Linked DNA regions of Sus scrofa: region 1 is linked to region 2. The links are chromatin contacts, called in public Hi-C maps. All regions are on one chromosome and are shown on one strand. Each heading gives the region's core, a stretch centred on a gene start, on an enhancer-like site or on the middle of the called end of the contact. The rest is flanking DNA. Distances are from core to core; before and after follow the strand shown.

What was found. A called contact is a pair of places that touch in the nucleus more often than the background predicts.
Region 1: a Hi-C map of embryonic fibroblasts shows a contact between it and region 2, with 1.8 times the contacts expected there. The contact joins two enhancer-like sites. A contact is called at or near these places in 2 of 47 Hi-C or Micro-C datasets (embryonic fibroblasts and subcutaneous adipose tissue).

The regions. Positions count from the first base shown.
Region 1 is chr8:122,072,278-122,075,367 of Sscrofa11.1, reverse strand. No RefSeq gene overlaps it. Among named protein-coding and RNA genes, the nearest start is that of STPG2, 41 kb to the left of the region's middle. Within about 2 kb of position 1,502, at least 9 of the 83 cell types and tissues checked have an H3K27ac peak or open chromatin away from gene starts, as enhancers often do. A contact at or near this core is called in embryonic fibroblasts, where this site is marked.
Region 2 is chr8:121,297,031-121,300,265 of Sscrofa11.1, reverse strand. The region is part of intron 9 of METAP1 (methionine aminopeptidase 1); the gene reads left to right. Among named protein-coding and RNA genes, the nearest start is that of ADH5, 32 kb to the right of the region's middle. Within about 2 kb of position 1,640, at least 32 of the 83 cell types and tissues checked have an H3K27ac peak or open chromatin away from gene starts, as enhancers often do. A contact at or near this core is called in embryonic fibroblasts, where this site is marked.

The DNA of each region.
Region 1 (3,090 bases), core at 253-2,752, 780 kb before region 2:
GCAGTTCAGTACCCTAGACTTGCCTAACTATGTAGTGGATCTGTGTTATGTCACCAAACCCTGAATCTTCCCCAGTGTCTGCTTCTAATCTCTTGCTGAACAACAGGATGGTGCTAGAGGAAAAATGAGGCCAATCCAATTATTTGTGCTGACTTTCCAGTTGAAATCCGATCCTTGTTCAGCTCAGCTTTTCTAACATAGTCCTACTCGTGGTAATTATGGGTCTTTCTTTCAAATACCCATCCCTTTTCTTCCTAGGGACAAAAAGAGTACCGAAATTGTCTTGTGTCATATCTCATGTCATGTAATAGGCCAAAATCCCCTTTATGCTGTTAACCTGAATAACAAAAGCAGAAAGAAGAGTAGGGCCAGGTCTGGAACTCAGTCAAACAGCAAAAGCATCAAGACTGAAGGGAGAACTGTTGTGAAAACTCCATGAAAGAGACCGATCAGGATTATAGCTGTTACCACATTGGCAACAGTGTGAAGAGGTGGGGCAAGAAATTAGGGAGCTTACACTGTGCTCAGAGCTATGAGGACTGCATTATGTTCTAACCGTATTATGTTCTAACCTGGTCTCTTTTGAAGGCTACTAGTCCTGCCCTCATCCTGCCCTCAAGAATGTGCCACAGGTGTCCTTAAAGTCACAGAGCTCTGAACCCACCACATAACAGATTAATCCAACTAATTACCTCCATGTAGTTTCTTTTTCTTTATAATGATTTTTATTTTTTCCGTTATGACTGATTTGCAGTGTTCTGTCAATTTTCTACTGCACAGCGAGGTGACCCAGTCACACATACGTGTGTACATTCTTTTTTTCACATTATCATGCTCCATCACTTTTTCCCTGGCATTTCACTTTGTATCAGTCCTTCCTTTCTAACTACTCACAGAATAACCCCACTCAGATGGTTATGATCTGCACAGGAACTTTAGAATAACATCTGGAGCAAGATGGAAGTCACCTGCCCTACCATTCAAAGGATTGAATTCCATCTTGTAGGTCATAAGCTGTGAAAAGCTTCTTGAACAGGCGACAAGGAGGAAGAAAGTGGCAGGGAAGAAAGTGGCTAAAACTAGGACTAATCTTGACACCATGATTTAGAAGAATAGGAGCAGGAAAAAAAAAAAATTGCCATTTCAAAGCTGCCAGTAGTTTTCTTTGTTTCCAAAAACATTGAACCACATTTGGGACAGTCAGCCCCTTTGTTCTGATTAAACCTCTTGAATTTTTTGTTATGTAAATATACAGCAAAGACTACAGTTTTTAAAAGAAGTGTTTGTTTAATTACATAAAAAAAATTGTTCACTTGGTAGACAAGAGTTGAATTGCAACAGATTTAGTTCCCTTGAGGGAATGTCTACCCTGGAATTGACTCCTTTATACCTGAAAAGAGTTGCTTTTCTTGGGAGATGTAAGTTGAGGACATTGCTGGTAGAAGATAAGGACTTGGAGGCCAGGGGTTGAAAGAACTGTTTGTATAAGACGTATTCTGAGCCCCGGGCATGGTGAGTGCTGTTTTTCGGCCACAGATGGTGAAGTGTGATACAGAGACGAGGAGGCAGGCTCCTCTGCCCAGAAATTTTCGTTGACTAACACCCTGAGGAATGTCAGCTTTTAGAATCTCAGACCTGGAGCACTCAATGCTTCCTGGTCTCTGTCTGTCTGTCTCTCATCTCTCACTGCATCTGTAACTCTGCTATCTTTCTGTGGTTTCATTATCTCCTACTCCTACTGCAAACACACACTCTCTACAAGTCTGCAAGTCGAGAAATAACACCACTAGCGTGTATTTTCACAAACTTCCAACTCTAGTGTCCAAAAGCAAGGCCTTCCTTGCTGTCTCCATCTAGAACAATCCTGGTGAAATACTGTGGCTTGGATCATTTGACTTACTTCACCACAGGAATAAGTATTCTGCTTGGTCTGGTCTGAGCCAAATGCTTGGGAATGTAAGTTTTGCCACTAGAAGGTATGATGGGTTGGCCAGTAATCTAACTGATGTACTTGGCAGCTAAAAACAATAGCTAGCACTTGCATTATGTGAAAAGCTGAGTAAGATTTATTTCCTTCAGAGCCCCATCTGTGCTGCCTTGTCTTCTCAGGCAGGCCTGTAAAAGAAGAGAGAACAGACATGTTGTGCAAATGCTTTACGAAGGGCATCCAGATATTTGGGAAAGAAGGAATGAATGAAAATCCCGAATCCATTATTTCCTGGGCCTCTCGCATCATTCACTTAACTCACTCTGCTCCTTTTCTTCCTGCAAGGAGGTTGTCTGTGGCAGGGGATACAGGTAAGAGGACTGGTCCTATCTGCCCTGAGTCTTGTCTGGATTATGGGGGAAGAAATTTGAGGAACACAGCTCATCTTCAACAACATGAACTGTTCAATCCCCATAAATCCGTGAAGTAGGAATTCAAGACCTTGGATTTTTAAATGTGTAAATCAGTCAGCATGAGTGTGATCAAGTTTAAACTGCCTACAGAATCAGAATAGACTTTTAATATTTACCTTTTTATTGAAAAAATCAAGAAAATTAATTTTTACAAAAAAAGGAAAAATAATTTGACTCTGTAACAGTAATATAGTTGTAACCATTACAAGAATTTTTTATCACAGATTCCTAATTATCATTCAGTACAATGACAGTTATGCATTATTAAGTGTCAAAATTACTTTGCAGATTCTTTTTTTTTTTGTCTTTTTGTCTTTTCTAGGGCCTCACCTGTGGCATGTGGAGGTTCCCAGGCTACAGGTCCAGGGGGAGCTGTAGCCTCTGGCCTTCGCCACAGTCACAGCAATGCCAGATCCAAGCCGAGTCTGTGACCTACACCACAGCTCAGGGCAACACCGGATCCTTAACCCACTGAGCGAGGCCAGGGATTGAGCCCACAACCTCGTGGTTCCTAGTCGGATTCATTAACCACTGAGCCACGATGGGAACTCCTAGATTCTTTTTTTCCTACAGTTTTAGTGAGATATAACTGTTATATAACATCGCATTGGTTTAAACTGTACAACATAAAGATTTTATATGCATATATGGGGAAATGATTACCATAATGGTTTAATGAACATCCATCAC
Region 2 (3,235 bases), core at 391-2,890:
GAGGGGTATGCTTGGGAGGTTTTAATGAGCCAGTCTGGACTTGGCATACATCCTTACATTTGCTTTTCATTGGCGGGAGTTCAGTCACATGCAGGGGAGGTGGGGAAATGTGATCCAGCTGAGTACTCTGGAAGAAAAGGAAACTAGTGATTTTGGTGAGCAGCCAGCAGTCCCTGCCATGTGTATTCTGATTCCTTAAATGAAATTGATTCAGCTTGGTTTGATTTGAGTTCTTAGCATATGTCATATACTGTATGATGTGTTGGTATAAATAGAGAGGAATAGATAGAATATCTTTCCTCAAGTTGACTGCTGTCAACAGATTAACAAAGGAAGTCTTGTTCAATCATTACAACTCTATGAACAATTTCTTAGCCCTAATTTAAAAGCAGATTCTGTGCTTAGGGAAGTGATTTATTTATCCACAGTCACACAATCCACTACATAAATGCCCGGGCTAGGGCTGGTACATGGGTTCTGTCTGGCTTCCTAGAGTCAGTGTTTTCTACCAAACTCTGTGCTACCTTAAAAGGATGGAAGCAGTTTGGTGCTGGGCCTTGTGGGAGCAAAGAAGAATGAGATTTTGGTTTGCTGGGGAAGACCAGGAAGAGCACTCCGCGTCGTGGGGGAAGGATGTGTAGCTGCTTCAAGGTGGAGCTGAACAGAGTCAAGACGAGCTAGGGCTGAGAGCTGTGTGTTAAGAGCTAGAAGTAGGCCGTGCCAGATCTGAGGATGTTTGACCTCATTTGTAGGGATTTGCAGAACATTTTTTGGCAGAAGAATGGCAAGGTGAAGTTGCTGTTTGGGGAGATCAGTTTAGCAGTAGAGTCTAGAATGTTTCGCAGGTGTGAGCTAGCCAGGCTTGTCGGTCCAGTGCACAGTTATTACCGTAATCCAGGTGTGAGGTGGTGCAATCCAAGATGTTGGTAGTTGTGAAGAGGAAGGGAAATGAGTGAGAGACCTCTCAACAGGAGAAGCTAGAGAAGAGGCTTCAAGCACAGCATTTGACTTACAACAAGCATTTATTAGCAGACCACATAGTCCTTTTTATTTCAGTTAAAATTGTGCTTGAAATAAAAGTTAGCAACAGAATAGGTAAGCCCTGTGATCACCTGATGTACATTCCATTTAACAGAATGGAAGCAGCTCTTCTGCTGACTGCATGTGTGTGTGTGTGTGTGTGTGTGTCTGTCTGTCTGTCAAAAGACTGTCTGCAGGAAAGAGGGTTAAAAAAGCCCCCTTACCTGTAGAGGTGACAGACTCAGCTTTAGGTATGGGTTATAGAAAGAGACTTTTTGAAGGAGATAAAATTTGTGGGAGAAGGAAATATGGGTCAGTGAGGATGGTGTCAGAAGAATATGGTGCCTCTGATACACAAGAGATGCCACTTGAGTTTCATGTTAAACCATTTCGTTAGAAATAAAAAACACTTCTGAAAAAAGAAGCAAGGTGTAAGTATACTTCATTTCATCCATTTGATAATTTATGGAAAGTCAAGTGTTAACTGGGTTTAGATAAATCAAAATCCTTTGTGATCCCTTTAGGGGCGAGTTAGAGGAGGCTGCTGAGTCTTGGTACTGAGAGGCCTTTTGAAATGTAAATGATCCCTGCTTTAGCTGGTAACTCCTTGCTCCTAACCAACTGGGGGTGGAACGAGGAAGTCGTTGTGTAACTTCCCTCCGCCCTGTTCTGTGTGAGGAAGGTCTTTCCGTGTTAGGTGGAAGTTTATGTGCCTCTTTATTTGTGCCTCTTTATTTGTCGTTATGGTTGGGAAGTAAAGATGATACTGCCCTGCCTTTAGAATGGATAGCGCAGCAGTTCTGTGAGGCAGACAGTGCAGGAGCTACACATTTTGGGAAGAGTACTTCGCAATGGTATCTGTCTAGAGTAGTCACTCAGTGTGTGTTTGCTGAGTGAGGTATGTTGAGAAACTGAAACCATGAGTCAAGATGAGTGGGCGTTCTAGAACAGTGAATCAGGGAGAGAAACAGGAGTGGGATTTGAATCCTCTGTATCAGTGCTGTCCAGTGGCGAGGCACACATGTAATACTTAAATTTCTAGTGGTCCTGTTCAACAAGTAAAAAGAAATAGGTGAACTTAGTGTCATATTTTATTGAATCTATTACATTTAAATATTAAGCATTTCAACATTTTATCAGTGTAAAAAAAATCATTGAGATATATTACATGCTTTTTTTGTTTTTGGAGTCAGCATATTTTTTACTCATACGTTCTGACTTGCCACTTTTCAAGTGCTCAGCAGCTACACCCCCGGTTCGCTGCTGTATTGAACAGCACAGCTCTTGATTCCTTAATCCTTTTTTCTTTCTGTGACACCACACTGACTCTCTTGACATTTTCTTTTTGATGTCCCCAAGGGAATACGACTAAGTCTATGTAGGTAGTAAATTACATGTCCTTTGGAGAGGAAGTTCATGAAATTAGAAATAAGAAGTCAAAATTATCTTTACCTCTCAGATTTTTGTAACAGTTTAGAAACTCCTGATTTGGCATCTGTAGAACAAGTGTCTTTTGGTAACACATCAGATCGTGGAAAGCCGCATGAGAGCTATTCACAAGGACAGATGTGCAGGAACATAACTCGAGGGTTTAGACCATACCTGGATGGAGTGGCGTTTAGTGGAGTCACCTCAGTGGATGCATAGGTGATTCATTACCATCCGGAAGTCACCATCCAGGAGACCAGCAACCTTACCAGGAAACCCTGGAAGCCTGTGCTTTGGCCACCTGGTGGTCAGGCAGAGCAAGTGCAGCCACTGTTTACTGATGCTTACCCGTTCTTAGCTTTTAGTTTGAAATTTAAACAGGTTCTCTATTTTTGTATGAAATTGTCTAAAAGGCCTATCCGTGTTTAAAATTTTTGACCTTTTCGGGGAGATGGCAGTTCTGGACACATTAATTCATGGTGGTATTTCTCATGATGATCCTGAAAAATACTTTCATACTGGTGAACAGAAAACTAAAAAAAGTATTTGGAAGGAGAAATGGAGTTTTTGTTTCCAAATAAAAAGGAAAAATGGTGTCATCATTAAAAAAAAAAAAAAAAGGTGAGTGAGGAGCGGCTTTGTTCTCCAAAGATAAGACAGTTTACAAAACCTTATGAAAACAGGGCAGTTTTTCTGTGGGTTGTGCGTCTACCTCCACCTCCACCCCCACATCCCCACACCCCCAGCCAAGAGGTAGGGGACCTCTGGCATAGTCTGAAATATGTTG